2 separate regions of the Sus scrofa genome follow, and region 1 is linked to region 2. The links are chromatin contacts, called in public promoter capture Hi-C maps. All regions are on one chromosome and are shown on one strand. Each heading gives the region's core, a stretch centred on a gene start, on an enhancer-like site or on the middle of the called end of the contact. The rest is flanking DNA. Distances are from core to core; before and after follow the strand shown.

What was found. Promoter capture Hi-C pulls out the DNA fragments that hold promoters and counts their contacts.
Region 1: a contact with region 2 is called in a promoter capture Hi-C map of fetal liver, with 2.4 times the contacts expected there. The contact joins the promoter of STARD3NL here to the promoter of EPDR1 in region 2. A contact is called at or near these places in 1 of 5 promoter capture datasets (fetal liver) and 2 of 47 Hi-C or Micro-C datasets (embryonic fibroblasts and epiblast stem cells).

Annotation. Positions count from the first base shown.
Region 1 is chr9:108,629,832-108,632,980 of Sscrofa11.1, reverse strand. It overlaps STARD3NL (STARD3 N-terminal like), which reads right to left and starts at 1,594. Exons shown (of 9, transcript NM_001201385.2): 1 at 1,526-1,594. It overlaps LOC102157670 (a long non-coding RNA gene), which reads left to right and starts at 1,866. Exons shown (of 5, transcript XR_002335915.1): 1 at 1,866-2,094.
Region 2 is chr9:108,415,604-108,419,262 of Sscrofa11.1, reverse strand. It overlaps EPDR1 (mammalian ependymin-related protein 1), which reads right to left and starts at 1,266. Exons shown (of 5, transcript XM_021063578.1): 1 at 1,203-1,266; 2 at 959-1,200; 3 at 629-957. The coding sequence starts at 1,251.

The DNA.
Region 1 (3,149 bases), core at 345-2,844, 210 kb before region 2:
CAGCTCTTCCCAGTGGCTGACTCATTCTAATATTCAGGTCTCATTCAAACTTCCTCAAGGAAGTCTTCCCTGACTACCCATATATAAATTTTCCCCCACACACATTTCAGCCCCTTACTCTGTAATATTTTTTCCTAGCATTTATTATTATCTAACACTGTCATTTCTGTTACATATTTACAGTATCTCCACCAAAATGGAAGGTCTTTGAGGCCGGGATCTTTACATTTTTCAGTATTAAATCCCCCACATCTAAAACAAAGCATGGCATAGATGAAGCGCTCATCAGATAAACTGTTCCAAAGAATAAATTCAGATGATAATAACCATCCTGCTGTGAACATAAGGCAAAGTCCCCTGAAGCAGTTTAATTTCATTTCTTTAATGCAATTTTATGCAATAATGCAATCTTATGCAATAATGCAGTCTTAAAAGGTCAATGTCTGAGACAGCAAGATTCAAAGAGAATGAATTCTTCATGACAATACAAAATATTATATATGGATGCATATACTGCACAATATGCGTTTTCACTTTGAGCATGAATCCTGCCCCACTTTATTAGAGTCCATAAATAAAGTCAACAGAACCATAAGTTGTTTTGTTTTGTGAGTGTATGGGTAGACGGGCTATATATAGATAATTCATATATATATATAAAAAATATATATAAATTAGTTTTCAGAACCCTTCTGAACAAAGAACTCTGAGATGAACAAATTGAACTAACTCCAGTATTTATCACAGGTGTGACCTGTTACTTTATTACCTTGCTAAACTTATTCAAACTAAGTCAAGTGATGAATTCAGTGATTCCATCTGTGAAACAGAAGACAAATGACATGGTGAACAAATGGCACATTAAGAGAATGATAATCCCATTATCCCTGAGAATGATAAGAAACGTTGCATAATGTTAAGTCATGTTTGAACTAAAGAGAGAGAAAAAAAATCCCTTTCTAAACCTAAACCAAAAATAAGCATGCTCCTGAGATTTCAAAATATGGCCAGATACCCATGAGTGAGCAAAGCAATGAACTGAAACCAGAACCAGAACATTCGTGACTTGTGCTTTAATTTTTAAATTTTGTTTTGAAAACAGCTTTTCTTAATGAATAAAAGAGGTCAGTAACAAACCTCCTCTGTATCAACGCACTATTCTGCACTCTTGTCACTCTGGAGGGCCCACGGGGCCAGCAGTGGCCTGGATCCCACCAAAGACTCCTTGGGTTCCGCAGGGTGAAGGAATGAAGACCTCACTACCTGCATCCACTCCCCGAAACCCAGCCCAAACCTGGATGACAAGGGCCTCTGAAATCTGAAACTTCACTTTTGTATCCTTTATAAACAGAGCCTGCCTAGCCCCTCCTCCGCCTCCTGAGTACGGGGACGCTCAACACACAGAACCGAACGCTTGGCTAGGACCTGCGATAGCGGGTCTTCAGTAAGCCCCCGGCAAATCATCTGATCCCAGATGACTCAGTTTTCCAATCTGTCAAATAGGGAGACGAGAAACCCAGCCTACCTCATCGGGTTGTTCCCGGCCGGCCGCCTCAGGCTGGCCGGGCGACAGCGGCTCCCGGACTGTGCCCGCAGGAGTCCTTGCGGGCGGAGGGGCGGAGCTGGGCGGGGCGGGACCGGGAATCTAGCCCTGCGGACCACACACAACCCACCGCCCGCGGAAAGGTGCCCCCAGACCTTCTCGAGTACCCGTCCCGTGACGTCATCACGCTGACGTCGACGCACAGAGGCCGCATCTTGCCCGAGGGACCAAAGATCCGGCTGGGGCTTGGGCCCCTGTATCAGAGTCAGCGATTGGTGAATGACTCTGTCAATCATCTACTACCCAGTAAGGGTCGCGGGAAGGCGGGAGGGAGCGGGCTGGCCTGCCCTGAGTAAAGAGTGGGAATCTAAAAATCTGGCTTTGAGGGCGCAGAGCTAGTTCGATTTGCTCGAGTGCGCCTAACCCTCCTCGTAGATTCCGCTTCCGCCTTCCTTCATTCTCTTGATGGGGATTTAGGCTACAGCACTGGGAAAATAATCATGGGACTGGATTTCAGGGCCCTGGCCACCTCAGCTCTTCAGGAATGAAAAGTAGGACATTGGATTTCTCTGTTCAGGTGTCACCTCAGATTTGATTTCTCTTCAGGCCTCGACACTTAGGATACTTTTTCTGTGCTCTTATTGCATTAACACCACTATCTTAATTGTCACAGTTAACCATATTTTCCCCACAGTATGTATATGTTTTCCCACAAAATTGGCATCCTTTAATTATTAATTCAAATTTATGTTTATATTTTAAGTAAACTTTTCCCCCCATTAGATGCTACAGTTACCTTGTTCAAATATGTGAAAGAATACGTTACATCATGAACATTTTCCTTCCGCTTCCGGTTGCTCAGGCATTCAGTTTGCCTATTAGAGTCAGTGCCTCAGTCGGTGTTGCTGACCTTGGACATTCTTCCAAAGACATTATAAGTGCTATTATTAATTCTAAATTACACCTCACTGTAAATTTAAACATCACAAATTACGCTAATGGCAGTAACTACAAACCGGTCCCTATATGATGACTCCTCGTTCCTGCGCATTTATAAATCTGTAGATGTTACTTTTTTTCCCATTTGACATTATATCCTGGAGATCTTTCCATTTCTATGTATAAATTTACCATATTCTTTTTAAATTTGCTTGGTAGTCCTCAGAACCAGTAGATTTAATCTATGATTCCATTTCTCTCAGACATGTAGTTTGCTTCTTCTTTGCTACCTTCAACATATGTTTGTGTCTTTTTGTACCTGTATCCAAGTGTTCTCTAGGGTAGAGATACTAACATGAAAATGTTCTGGATAGAATATGCACATTTTAAATCTCAGCGTAGATTCCTACCATTTGTTCCTAATAAGTAGCTGTTACAACTAACATTCTTACCCTAAATATATGAGCACCCCTTTCCCTGCCCTGTCGCCAAAAGCAACGAAATACAATTTTTAAAATTTTCTAAATTGATGTGTGTGACAAATTGTTGAGATAACGTGTGCAAAAAAGTGTGATAATTCTGAATGTGTATCTTGGTAACAAAGTCAATACACTTGTGTTACCACCTCCTAGATCAAGATTTTTAGATATTTACCAGCAGTATTGTG
Region 2 (3,659 bases), core at 17-2,516:
TAGGGTAACCCCTCCATGTGCAGCCATCAAAAATCCGTAGGGGCCAACTAATCAAATGGCAAATAAGAACACATAAGAGATCCTGTTACATAAAAAGGGTACAGACAATATAGGCTTTTTGATCACAAAATGTAAAACTTACTTAAATGAAAATTTAAGGGAGGAGACCAAAATTTAAACGGTTGTGACAAGGCAATGAGTTTATCTTCTTTGATTCCACACACCTTTGGCAGTGTTGCCACGATCCTTTAAAAAAAATTTTTTTAAATTCTTTAAAAAAACGGACGTATTCTGTGTACAGATGGCTCCTGGAAGAGATGAGATAGTGCAGAAGACACGCCCTAGGCTGAAGGAGGCACCAGGAGCCGCGAGGCTGACTCAGCAGCCTTTGAACGTGGGCCTGGGGGTTCTTTCCCCACGGCTACTGCCCCGATGGGTTTTACTGAGTGCCCGTCGGCAGGCAGCCCCCGGTGGGCCCAGCCTCTGACTTGCTGTCTCCAAGCGGCCCTCTCCGCCAAGTTTGTCTCTGATGGGAGGGAGGCGCCGCGAGTGGCTGGAAACCCCTCGCCTCAATGCAGCTCCCACGATCTCACCCGCCCGGGACCCCCAAGCTTCGCGGTCGACGTACCTCTTGCAGGGGATCAGCGCCTTCCGCTCGTCCAAGACCCGCACTCGCTGGTTGAGGCCGTCGTAGGAGAGCAAGGCGCGGCTGTAGCGCCCTGTGCTCTGCCGGTACAGCACCTGGCGCCCCTCCCACTGCTGCGGCGCCTGGCATGGGCGCTGAGCACTCGGTGAGCCCCCAGCCCCGGCTCCCGGCGCCGCTGCCCCCAGGCCGCAGAGGCCGCCCAGCGCCCAGACCCAGAAGCCCCCTAGCAGCCAGACACCCAGGGCCCCCCGGGCCACGCGGAGGAGAGCGCGTCCCGGCATGGCCGTGCGCCGCGCCCACCGCCCCCTAGGACCAGCCGGAGCCCAAGGGGGCGCTGAGCAGCTTGGGCGCAGCGCCGCGCCCGGCTTTCTCGCACCCGATCTCCGCCAAAGTTGCTGCCCCTCCCGACGGCGGCCTCTGCAGCTGTGGGGATCAGAACTTGCAAGGCCCGAGAGCCGGGACCGGGGCCCTGGGAAAGCTCCGGTGAATCGTGAGGAAGCTGTTTCTGCCTGGGCCGCTGCCCGCTGCAGCTTCTGTTTTCACTTGCTCTCTGCTGCCAACAGGAAATGCAGTGGCAGTGGTGCCACTAGCATCCTGAAGGACATCCGCGTTTTAAAAGGGGGGGGGGGTGGGGGGAGCGATGAGAAGGAATATGTTTTTCTGCTACCTTGAACAGGTAACCAGCACTGGGAAACAAACTCAAGGTTAAGGGTACCAAGGATGCTGTATTTGCTGTGCCCCTGTCTTTTTGTCAAAAGAATCTCAACTTCTAACTCCAAATTAAAAATAGAACGAGTCTCTTCCCGAAGAAATGAGAGCATTCGTTCATCATGGCCGTTTGGCAGCTCCCACTCATTATAGAGCCTAGAGGACTAGAAAGTAGGGCCTTGCCATTGGGCTGAGGACTCAGGAACAAACCTCAGCCACATTCGCAGTGAGACTGCTCCCCTCACCCCTCACTTTTCAATACTGCAGGCCTAGAGGTTTGTGTGTTTGGGAGTTAAGGATCATCAAGAACCAAGTAAACTGGGTTTATGATTTATGTTTGTGTGATGTTAGGATCACTAACGTAGAATCAAGAAAAAAGAAGCAACTCTTTTTAAAAAAAGACCTTCAGTCTCCAAGTTTATATCATCTTAATCTGCTTTTCCAGGATGAGGCAGAATGAGAGAGCATCCCTGGATGAGAGAAAGATGGGGGAACAAGAGAAAATGAGCATGATATGGGGTTCAAGTACGAGGCAGAGGGTAATCTGAAGCCAGATCACTCAGGGCCTTGAAAACCATTTTAAGGATTTGCTATTAATACCAAGGGTTGTTGGAACCATCCATAAAAGTAAAGCTCAGGAGGGGCATCATCAGGTATATACATTAGGAAGTTCACCTACGATGGCGTGGAGACTGGCAGGGCAAGGCAGAGGGCAGGACGGTGCTGTCCTAATCCCTATGAGAGACACTGTCTGAGCTAAGGCCATGGTTGTAGAAATGCAGAGGGTGGAAGAGTTGAGAAGGGGAGAGAAGGATTTAGACTCAGAAGAGGCCTCTGGTTTGGGCCACTGGGAGGTCAGTCCTGAGTGAGAGAAGATGAATTCGGTTTAGGATTAACTGGTTTTGAAATGACCTGAGATGACCATGGAATATACCAGGTGGAAATACTCAGGGGACAGTTGGATAAACACTTTCAGAGACCAGCAGGGCTAGGGATCGGGATTCTAGGTGGTAACTGAAGCCAGAGAGGAGAGTAGAATAGTGGTTTTCCACCCAGGGTGATTTTATTCCCCAGGGGACAATTGGCAATATCTAGGGACATTTTTGATTATCATAGTGGAGTGGAGGTTAAGTTGCCATTGGCATCTAGAGGGAGGAGACCAGAAATACTACTAAACCTCCCACAGTGTGCAGGACAACCCCACTCCTCCACTCACTCAATAATTACCCAGCCCTACTGTCAATAGCACTGAGGCTGAGGAAATCTGGAGTATCAGGGAGTGTAGAAAACGAGAAATGGGCTGAGAATGGAGCCCTAGAGAACTCCAGATTTTGAAAAGATAAGCAGAGAAGCAGGCCCTTGAGACTGAAAGAGGGCCATCAGAGAGAAGCCCCTGACCAGGGGAACTTCCCCAGTGACATGAGCTTTTGACCAATCCGTGTCAAATATGAGTCCATGGCTTGAGTGCTCAAGCCAGGCAAAAGGAGGGAGGCTGGTTGACAGACTCTCCAGATGAATTCCTCAGAGCCCCCAACCAACCCCCTCCAGCCATGAACACTAAGGCCAGACTACCATTGGGATAAACAAAGTGCTTTACAGAGAACTGTTTTTAACGTCTCCTTATCCTTTCTTAAAGAACATGCCATCTGAGAATATCAGGGCAGCATCCGAAATGTTGTGATTTGGTATTTGCACAGCAAAGCTAATGCAGGAGGTATTTGCACAGCAAAGCTAATGCATCAAGTTCAAACCGGTTGCAGAAGTTTTACCCCACCATAAGTTTGCCCTCCTCAGCTTCAAAATCCCTTCTCTACCCACCCATCCAGGAGGCCACCTCAATCCATCTGAACCAATAAGAGAGGAGAAACCCAGTTGCTCCTGGGAAAAGGGCAGAGAGTTGTGCTCTTTCTCAAAACTGTATCCTCTTCCCTGGTAGGAATTTGGGCTGAAGGTTTTTTTTTTTTTTTTTTTTTTTTTTTCATTAGTCTGGGAGTTCAGACCTACTGTATTTTACTGCTGAAAATGGCTTGAGAACGCATCCGAGCTATCCTCTCTGCTTGATATTTCACTAGCCTGCACTGGCATTTTTGAAGCTTGAAATCTGTTTTGCACAAAACTGGAAAAACTCTCTAGATTGGCCTGGTTGCATTTGATCACCCCAGGCCATAAATAGCGTTGGACTCCTTGAGTAAATCTTGAAATGTATTTGTCTCATTTACCCTTTCAACCTACCATGTTTGATTCATGTTCCCAAGGGGGGAGAAAAAAGATAATGCATTTAAAGCACTTAGCACTAGCCTGGCCC